Linked DNA regions of Callithrix jacchus: region 2 is linked to region 1. A link is a contact called in public Hi-C data. All regions are on one chromosome and are shown on one strand. Each heading gives the region's core, a stretch centred on a gene start, on an enhancer-like site or on the middle of the called end of the contact. The rest is flanking DNA. Distances are from core to core; before and after follow the strand shown.

The links. A called contact is a pair of places that touch in the nucleus more often than the background predicts.
Region 2: a Hi-C map of skeletal muscle shows a contact between it and region 1, with 4 times the contacts expected there. The contact joins two enhancer-like sites. A contact is called at or near these places in 2 of 3 Hi-C or Micro-C datasets (both in skeletal muscle).

The regions. Positions count from the first base shown.
Region 1 is chr12:43,890,398-43,894,474 of calJac240_pri, reverse strand. All of the region lies in intron 3 of GRID1 (glutamate ionotropic receptor delta type subunit 1), which reads right to left. Among named protein-coding and RNA genes, the nearest start is that of GRID1, 200 kb to the right of the region's middle. Within about 2 kb of position 2,749, at least 1 of the 16 cell types and tissues checked has an H3K27ac peak or open chromatin away from gene starts, as enhancers often do. A contact at or near this core is called in skeletal muscle, where this site is marked.
Region 2 is chr12:44,056,611-44,061,021 of calJac240_pri, reverse strand. The region is part of intron 4 of GRID1 (glutamate ionotropic receptor delta type subunit 1); the gene reads right to left. Among named protein-coding and RNA genes, the nearest start is that of GRID1, 370 kb to the right of the region's middle. Within about 2 kb of position 2,976, at least 1 of the 16 cell types and tissues checked has an H3K27ac peak or open chromatin away from gene starts, as enhancers often do. A contact at or near this core is called in skeletal muscle, where this site is marked.

The DNA.
Region 1 (4,077 bases), core at 1,500-3,999:
CCCAGGCAGGGAAAACTGAATCATGCCCACCCTCGCACTGCACTGAGATGGGAGGCCATGCCCCAGCTGTGGGCTGTGTTCACTGAGGGCTCATCTGAGCCCTGGGAAGCCCTCAGAAGCCCGGATCCCACAACGATCTCCAGAACCCAAGAGCCTGCTGTCCACACAACACCTACTGATGCAAAATCCCCTGTGCCAGGCATGGGAAGATTTCTGAGCCAAGTGCCCACTGCACCTTAAGGAGTGGCCTCACATCCCAGCCTTGAGGGAGCTTCAGCAAGCCCAAGGCAGAACAGCAAGTAAAGACGACAGGGAAAGAACACACTCAGGCTTTGCACACACAGACATGCAGAAATAGTCACATACTCAAAGACACACAAAATACCTGTGTCTGGAAAGACTTTCTAACTCACCCACTTACCCTGGGGGACAGGGGAGAGCAAAGACCCAAGGCAGGCGTGCATCCCAGGCCAGGGGCACAGGAGGCAGCACCATTCAGGGAGACCCACTGGGCACAGAGTATGAGCTGGACCTTGTGAGTTCAGCTTGATCTGAAGAAATTGAAGCTAGAAAGGGGGCCCAGGCCCTCAGCTCCAGCCGGCCTCGCCCCCACCCTTACACACCTGCAAGGGCACAGAGTGCTGGTGCAGGAAGGCTATGGGACAGTGCATCTGACATAAAAGGTGCTTCCATGCACTGGTCCAGGCCAATCAGGATCATGGCAAGAGCTAGTCCTGACTACAAGAAGGCTTGTGTCAGACCTAGAGATTTGGTCACAGCAGACCAAAAGGGAGCCTCTGAGAACACTGCCCTGAGATAGCAAAGTGCCTTCCAGCAGTGACCCTGGGCTAGACAGACAGAGAATGAGGCAAGTACTGTTGGGCTTGTCAAGCCATACTGTAGCCGCAGGGGCAGTGGTGTGCTAGGAAAGGTTTCGCTGGCTCTCTGGAAGTAAATAAAGCCCTGACTTGTAGCATTTGCCAACTTCCTTGATGTAAATATTTCCAGCATGGTAGATTTCCAGCTGCCAAAGTGACATGACTAAGCATGGAGTTAGGATGCCAGCTTCCAGCACACCCCTGCACGGGGGTACACACATGTGCCCAGTTCCATCATGGGGTTGTGGAAGGGATGCTACCAAGGAGAACATGAGAGTGGGAACCAAAGCCTGAAACCTCAGGAAAAGTTCACAGGGCAACCCCTAAGGCCTGGTGAGTCCAGAAAGTCAGAGGGGCACAGAGTTCCTCTAGGAGTTTCCAGCAGCAGTCCAGCATGGGATTTCTGAAACGTGGTCACTTCCAATCCCCAGGCAGAAGGCCCCCACCAGCCAGTCCAACTCAGAAGTCCCCAGAAGATGGCCCCAGTGCCAGAGGCAGAGCCCTGCCATGGCCTACAGGAGGAACTCCCCAAAGATGCCCCATCCCCGGGAGATTTACCGCTGAAACAGCCCAGTGGCAGCCCATGTGACTCCATGCTGCTCCGCAGCAGCCACCTCTAAGCCAGCAGGAAGATGGCATGGTCCAGTAGACAGTGATTCTAATCAGGGCCCTACATCCCACCATCTGTGTGTCCTTGGATGCACCACAAGCCTCAGTTGACTCCCCAGTAAAGTGGAGCTTCTCGTAGGAGTGTCATTTGAGGCCTACAGGAGATAATGGCCCTAGCACGGTGCCTGCCTCCAGAAGCCCTGTCACAGATGTGAGCTCCCCTAGGAGAAGGCGATGCCCTGTTCTTTAATGAATGGACCTGCTCTTCTCCCTGCTGGGCCTGCCCATCTTTAAGAGGGTCCCCACTTTGCTCCCCCAGGGACCAATGAACAGGGACAAAAAAGGATGTGCAGAGAGCCTGCAATGGCTATGCACAACTTTCCTATTGTCTGTCTCTCTCTGACATACACATATACACCCACACACACACACACACACTCCAAGTGCCAGCGGACACACACACCCCCCAAGTGCCAGAGGACACACACATACACACACACATACTCCAAGTGCCAGAGGACACACACACATACACACACACATACTCCAAGTGCCAGAGGACACACACACACACCCCAAGTGCCAGAGGACACACACATATTAACACACACACACCCAAGTGCCAGAGGACACACACACACATATACACACACACACCCCAAGTGCCAGAGGACACACACCCCAAGTGCCAGAGGACAACTGCTGACATGTTTGGCTGGCAAAGGAGGAAGAGTCCTTCTCGGGAATGTGTCAGAGCAGGAGTGAAGCTATTTTGGGCCACGTTCTAAAAGCTGAATGGATTGCTGGACCCGTGCTTCCCGTCTATTTTCAGCCAAATCCCAACCCATTTAAAATAGCATGTTTACTCACAGGTTCTCCTCTGTACTCAAGTAAAGCAAAACGTTTACCCCCCGCCACCCCGTGCTTCCTCCCCCAACTCATTAAGCACTTCTGCTTTTCCCTGCCTTCAGACTGCCGCCTCCTATTCAGTGTGACTCCTCTCTGAGGCAGTGGTTCTCAGACTTGAAGGCATACTAGAATCACCTGGATGGTTTTAATACTCTGCCCTATACCAGTTACATCAGAGCATCTAGAGGCAGGACTCAGGCACCTGTATTTTTTGAAACATCCCAAGTGATCCCAAGGTGCAACCACCATACAAAGCATGCTTTGGCCCTGCCAGGGCAACAAGAGTTTAAATTAAAGGGATAGTCCTCATTCTTCTCAAGTTCAAAAGAACCACTGGGGAAGGGACCTGGGGCAGCAGAAGTGTTTCTGCCTCCAGCCCAGGGGTTTGGTCTGCAAGCCTGAAAGTTGGAAAGGAAGAAGATCCCCAAGTCCAAGGCCAACCCTAACAGTTCTGTGGGTCAGCTTACGGGGTCTCTCCCACAGCATTTTAGGCAATTAAGGCGGTATTGAAGAAAGAGAGGTAAACTAGGACATCATAAGTCCATTAGATTAGCTATTCATTGGCTTTATCTCTCTTAACTGAGGTGGGAACCCAGAGGGTGAAGATGTCAGCAGGGCTCAGGCATTCACATAAGTCCCATGGGAAAGAGGAGGGTCTGCAAAGGGAGGAAGGGTGGGGGCTTTGCAAGGAAATGCCACACTGTAGACTGTCTAAAAGATTCCCAAGCTTCAAGAGAGACGGTTTTAAAGACCAAAAATTTGGAGCAATATGAATAATCTACTTTAGGGCCATTTAGAAGGCTTTTAATTCGAAACCAGTATGTGGTCATTAGAAACTTGAAATGGTAATTCTACATAAACCACTCACTTCCAGAGTCTTCATAGCATGATTCATATCAAGCATTTCAGAAAGCAAACGCCGGAGGAGCACGTTCTTCCCGAATGATTTCAGCGAAGCACCTGGAGTTAGAAACTCTACGTGGCATGCCAGGAAATACTTTACACACAGTTTTTCATTTAATCCTTTCCTCTGTGATGTGGGTGGTGTGTTTTTTTCAAGCAGCTTTATTCAGATATAATTTATATGCCATAAAATTCACCTGTTTTAAGTGTACAGCTCAACAGCTTATTATATTCAGACTCCTGCAACCACCACTATGATCTAATTTCAGAACTTTCCCATCAACCAGAAAAGAAACCTCATGACCATCAGTAATTACCCTCTACACTCCCTTCCCCCCATCCCACCCTAGCCCCTGGCAGCCACAGTGTGCCTTCAGCTATCCTGGACATTGCATAGAAATGTTAGTGTACAATATGTGGTCTTCAGTGGCTAGCTTCTTTCACTTGGCATAATTCAAGGTTCATTGCCACTGTAGCACTCACCAGTACTTCATTACTTTCTGTGGCCAAATAATACTCCATTGTGTGAGTATACATCAGGTGTATACTTATGCATACACCTACTTTATCTTCATTTTGCAGATGGGGAGTTACTGCCCAGGTCAGAGGATTAGTGAGTGCAGAGGCAGGCAGTCTGCCTCCAGAGCCCACACTTAAGCCTCTAAAACCTCCCTCCCACTGCAAAGTACTGCCCTACTTAATCCCATGGTATGAATCATTTTCTAGCAAAAAATAATATGACTATATTATATGCATGTAATTTTGCAGAAGTATCCAG
Region 2 (4,411 bases), core at 1,727-4,226, 170 kb before region 1:
GAGAAATCAACGGTGACACACCAATGAAATACTACTCTGCAATTTTTTAAAAAATGAACTGTTGATACACACATCAACCTGGATGAATCTGAAAGGCATTATTCTCAGTGAAAGAAGCTGGTCTCAAAGGCTACATACTGCCTGCTTCTATTCATAATGACGGACTCAAAATGATAAAGCCATCATGATGGAGAACAAATCAGTGATTGCTAGGGGCTCAAGATAGGGAAATGCTGTCACTGTAAAGGGACAGTATAAGGGAATTTTTTGATGGAGCTGTTCTGTATCCTGATAGAGGTGGTGATTCCATGAATCATTCTATGTGTTAAAATTTAGAGAACTGCAAACAACAACAATATAAGCAAACAAAACAAATGACACAAACCACACAACATCCCACATCAGTTCTCACTCAGTCTCCCAGAAAGACCCAGAAGGAAGATTGATAAGGCATTGAAAGGACAGAGGCAAACCCTTGAGGACCCACCTGACTTCATGTCCAAATTCCTCCTCCTGAACTTGGAGCACTGTTCAGCCACTTTCCCTGACCTTGATGACTCCTTAGAGTGCTGTTCTTCAACCTTTCTTGTATGGCAGAGTTTGGGAAAGATTTCCTGAAGGAATTTGGCCTTATAGAGGAAGGGCATCTGTTACAAATGCAGATTCAGCTTCAGAGGCATCTGTGATTCTGCTACAAAGCTTAGCATCCAGTGATCCAGAAAGTTTCCCTATCATGTGTGGGAGATGCTTGACAATTAGCTTGCTTGTTATAACTGAACAGCTTCATCAAGTGTATTAGTTTGCTATGGCTGCTGTAACAAAGGACCACAAACTGGGTGGCTAATAACAAAGAAATGTATTCTCAGGCTAGAAGTCTGAATCAAGGTGCCCCCAGCATGTCCATGCTCCCTTCAAAGTCTCTAGGGAAGGGTCCTTCCTTGCCTCTTCCAGCTTCTTGTAGCCCCAGGCATTCCTTGTCCTGTGGCAGTATAACTCCAATCTCTGCCCCCCTCTTCAGATGGGCTTTGTGTCCATGTCATTGCATGCATTTTCTCTCTGTGCATGTCTGTCTCCTAATTTTCCTCTTCTTATAAGAACACAAGTCATACTGGATTAGGGTGACCCTCATGACCTCGTCTTAACCAGACTGCATCTACGAAGACCCCACTACCAAAGAAGGTCACACTCACAGATTACAGGAGTTAAGTCTTCAACATATCCATGGGGTGATACAATGCAACCTGAAACACTGAGCTTTCATAGAAAATAGAAAACAAAAAATAAAACAAGAATGCTGGCATTCATTTGTTTAATGTACTAGTAGCAACTGATTCTAAAGTTTACTGCCATTCAGTCCTTTCTCCCCTTATCCTGAATTGAATTTTTTTAATTGCTTGGAAAAACAGAGCTGCCCCTGAGTTGTATGTTTTTCTATAATGCAGGCTGTACCTCTTTATAAGGTTTTCAAACCAGCACTCATAGATATAAAATTTAATGCTTTTCTTGCATTTACATTCTCCAGTGTCTCAATTTTCTAAGGCTCAGCAAAATCCGTGTTTAACCTCCTAGCCTTTCCACAAAATTATCATGACAGTTACTGGGCCTGGGAGGAGCGTAAACAAATGTCTCTCCACTTACAACCCCCTAGACTCAGCCACGTGTTCTAACAAAGAAAAGAGCCACGTGATTCCTGTGTTATTTTGTTTAAAGGTACTGTATTGAATTACGCACACATTTTTTTAAAAACTGGGGAATTAAACCTTTTAGTATACAGATACAAAACCTTTTAATATAGCATCTCAAAACCATGGTTAATGAGAGTCATTGTGCCTTCTTCCTCCATTCGTTGGTTTATACTATCAGTACATATTCACTGCGCACATACTATGTCCACACCCCATTTATTGTGCTGCGGATACAAAGACAGACAGAACAAAGTCATAAAAACTGATGACAATTCAGTGTTTTAAATGTTCTAAAGGTAAAGCAAGATCTTAGGATTGCCCCCATTCCTGCAGAGCAAGGGATGACTGGTCTCCAGCTAGTTTGATTCATTTCACAAGTCAACAGCAAACCTGCAAGAGCAAAAAAGGGCAACCCTTTCTTCTGTCTCCTGAACCCAATGCAGCCCAGAACCAGACTAGTCCAGAACCTCCTGGGCACCTGTGGACACTTGACACATTCATTTAACAAATGAAAATGCATACCTACAATGTGTCAAGCCATGGGGATAGAGTGATGGCGAAGAGCCAGGAGGTCGCTGCCCTCACTGAACCTTTGTCTACTGAAACTTGCTCTTGGGAAGCCAGGTAGCTAAGAGAACAGGGAGCCTTTGGCACATCAGCTGGATGGGAGAGCCCGTAAGGCAGCTGACAGCTGTTCATCCAGATATAGCCCTGCTGTCCTAAGAACATGTCAGCTTCTTATTCAAAAACAAGGAGTATTTTTAATTCCCTGGCACTCGTGACCCATTTAGAATATTACTTCAGTGACTAATCAGGGAAACCCAACTAATCCAGACTCCTGAGAGCTCAGGCAGCTTCTGAGAGCTGCCAAGGCCACCAGCAGCCAACAGGACATGTGGCAGCCACTCATGGAGCCCAGGTGGGCCTGAGCACTTCCCATCTTCCCCCAGCCCAAGTACATGAAGAGGCTGCCATCAGCAGACACCACATGTGAGAGCAACTCTCTTTCTATAAGGGTTTAGAAGCCAATGGCCAATGGCTACCTAAGAAGACATTGAAACATCTATAAATGGATAAATGCATATCATAAGGAGACACCACTTATATCCATCTTACAGGCAGAGATCTTAAAGTGTAAAAATGTCAACCAAATATTTGCCAGGATGTGAAAAATCAAGTATAACAGACTTGGAGATCCCTTTGGCAGTAGCTAAGAAACATGCCAACTTGCCTGCCCTACACCACATACATACGGCACAAGGAGAACAACAGGATGGAATTCACTGCAGCATTGCCTATTTCACCAAAACATTAGACACTCCCCAGTGTCTTGCAGCAAAGCAACAGGAAGGTAAACACTTTGTGCACAGGAATCTAATTAACAAATAATCCTCACCGCTACCCTGTGAGAGACGTATACTATTTACCCTCATTTCCCACTGGGGAAACTGAGGAACAGACAGGGTAAGTAACTTGCCTAGGTTTACACATCTAGGCAGAGCCAGAGTTCAACCCAGGCCACCTCACCCCACGTCTTTGATCTTACCCACTCTGCAATCCTTTGCCTCTGCAGAAATGTGCAGAATAGACTTGGAGGTACATTGCAATTCTCCTGGAGATTTATACACATTTGAAAAATGTCCTAAGTATCAAAGAAGGGATAGATGTGCTGCCAACAAGAGCTTCCCAAAGCCCCTCTGTAATGGTTAATTTTATGTAAACTTGGATGGGTCACAATGTCCAGATACTTGGTCAAACATTCTGGCTGTTTCTGGGAGATGGTGTGGGATGAGGTTTATATTTACATCTGCTGACTTTGAGTAAAGTAGATTGCCCTCCATGATGTGGGTGGGCCTCATCCAATCAGCTGAAGGCATGAATAGAACAGAAGGCTGGCCTCTTCTAACAAGAGGGCATTTTGCAGCAGATGACTTTCAAACTTCATCTGCATGATTGGCCCTCTCCTGGGTCTCCAACCTGCTGGCTCACTCTGTAGATTTTAGTCTCTGTACTTGTGTGAGCAAATCCTTAAAATCTCTCTCTTTCTCCACACACACACACACACACACAGAGAGAGAGAGAGAGAGAGAGAGAGAGAGAGAGAGAGAGAGAGAGAGAGAGAGAGAGAGAATTGATTCTGTTTCTCTGGAGAATCCTAATACCTGCTCCCTTCAGCCCTTACCCAGTATTGCAGCAGCTGACAGAGAGATGAAAAGTGGTCTCATTGCATTGTTCCTACTTTCTCCTCTCCAGAAACTTGAGAGACTCTGAGGAAGCTATCATCAATCCCATTTTATAAAGAGTAAAACTAAGGCTTGGATGAGCTGAATAACTTACCAATGTTGTACCAGGCAAACAATGAAATATTTTCAGGCTCACATTCCATATCTTTTCTCCCAAAGCATATTGCAAGGACTTAGATGGTGGGCATGCCTTGGCTCTGGTAGCAATCAAACATAAGTGGGCAGATGCCATGAATCCTGACAGCTGGTCAGTCTGGGTACTAGGTCACTGAAAGGAATAGTTCTCTTGCAGAAGACTCTATGGTTGACCCATAGCTCTGGCCAGCCAACCATGAAGGCTCCTATCTTGTACTTGCTGATATCCCCTCCCCCAGGACAAATGTTTATAATGCTTCCCAATGGCCAGCTCCATTCAATAACTACTAGTCAAATAAATTGAAAAAAAAGGGCAAAACTCACTGCCCTCTCATAAGAGGCCACCCC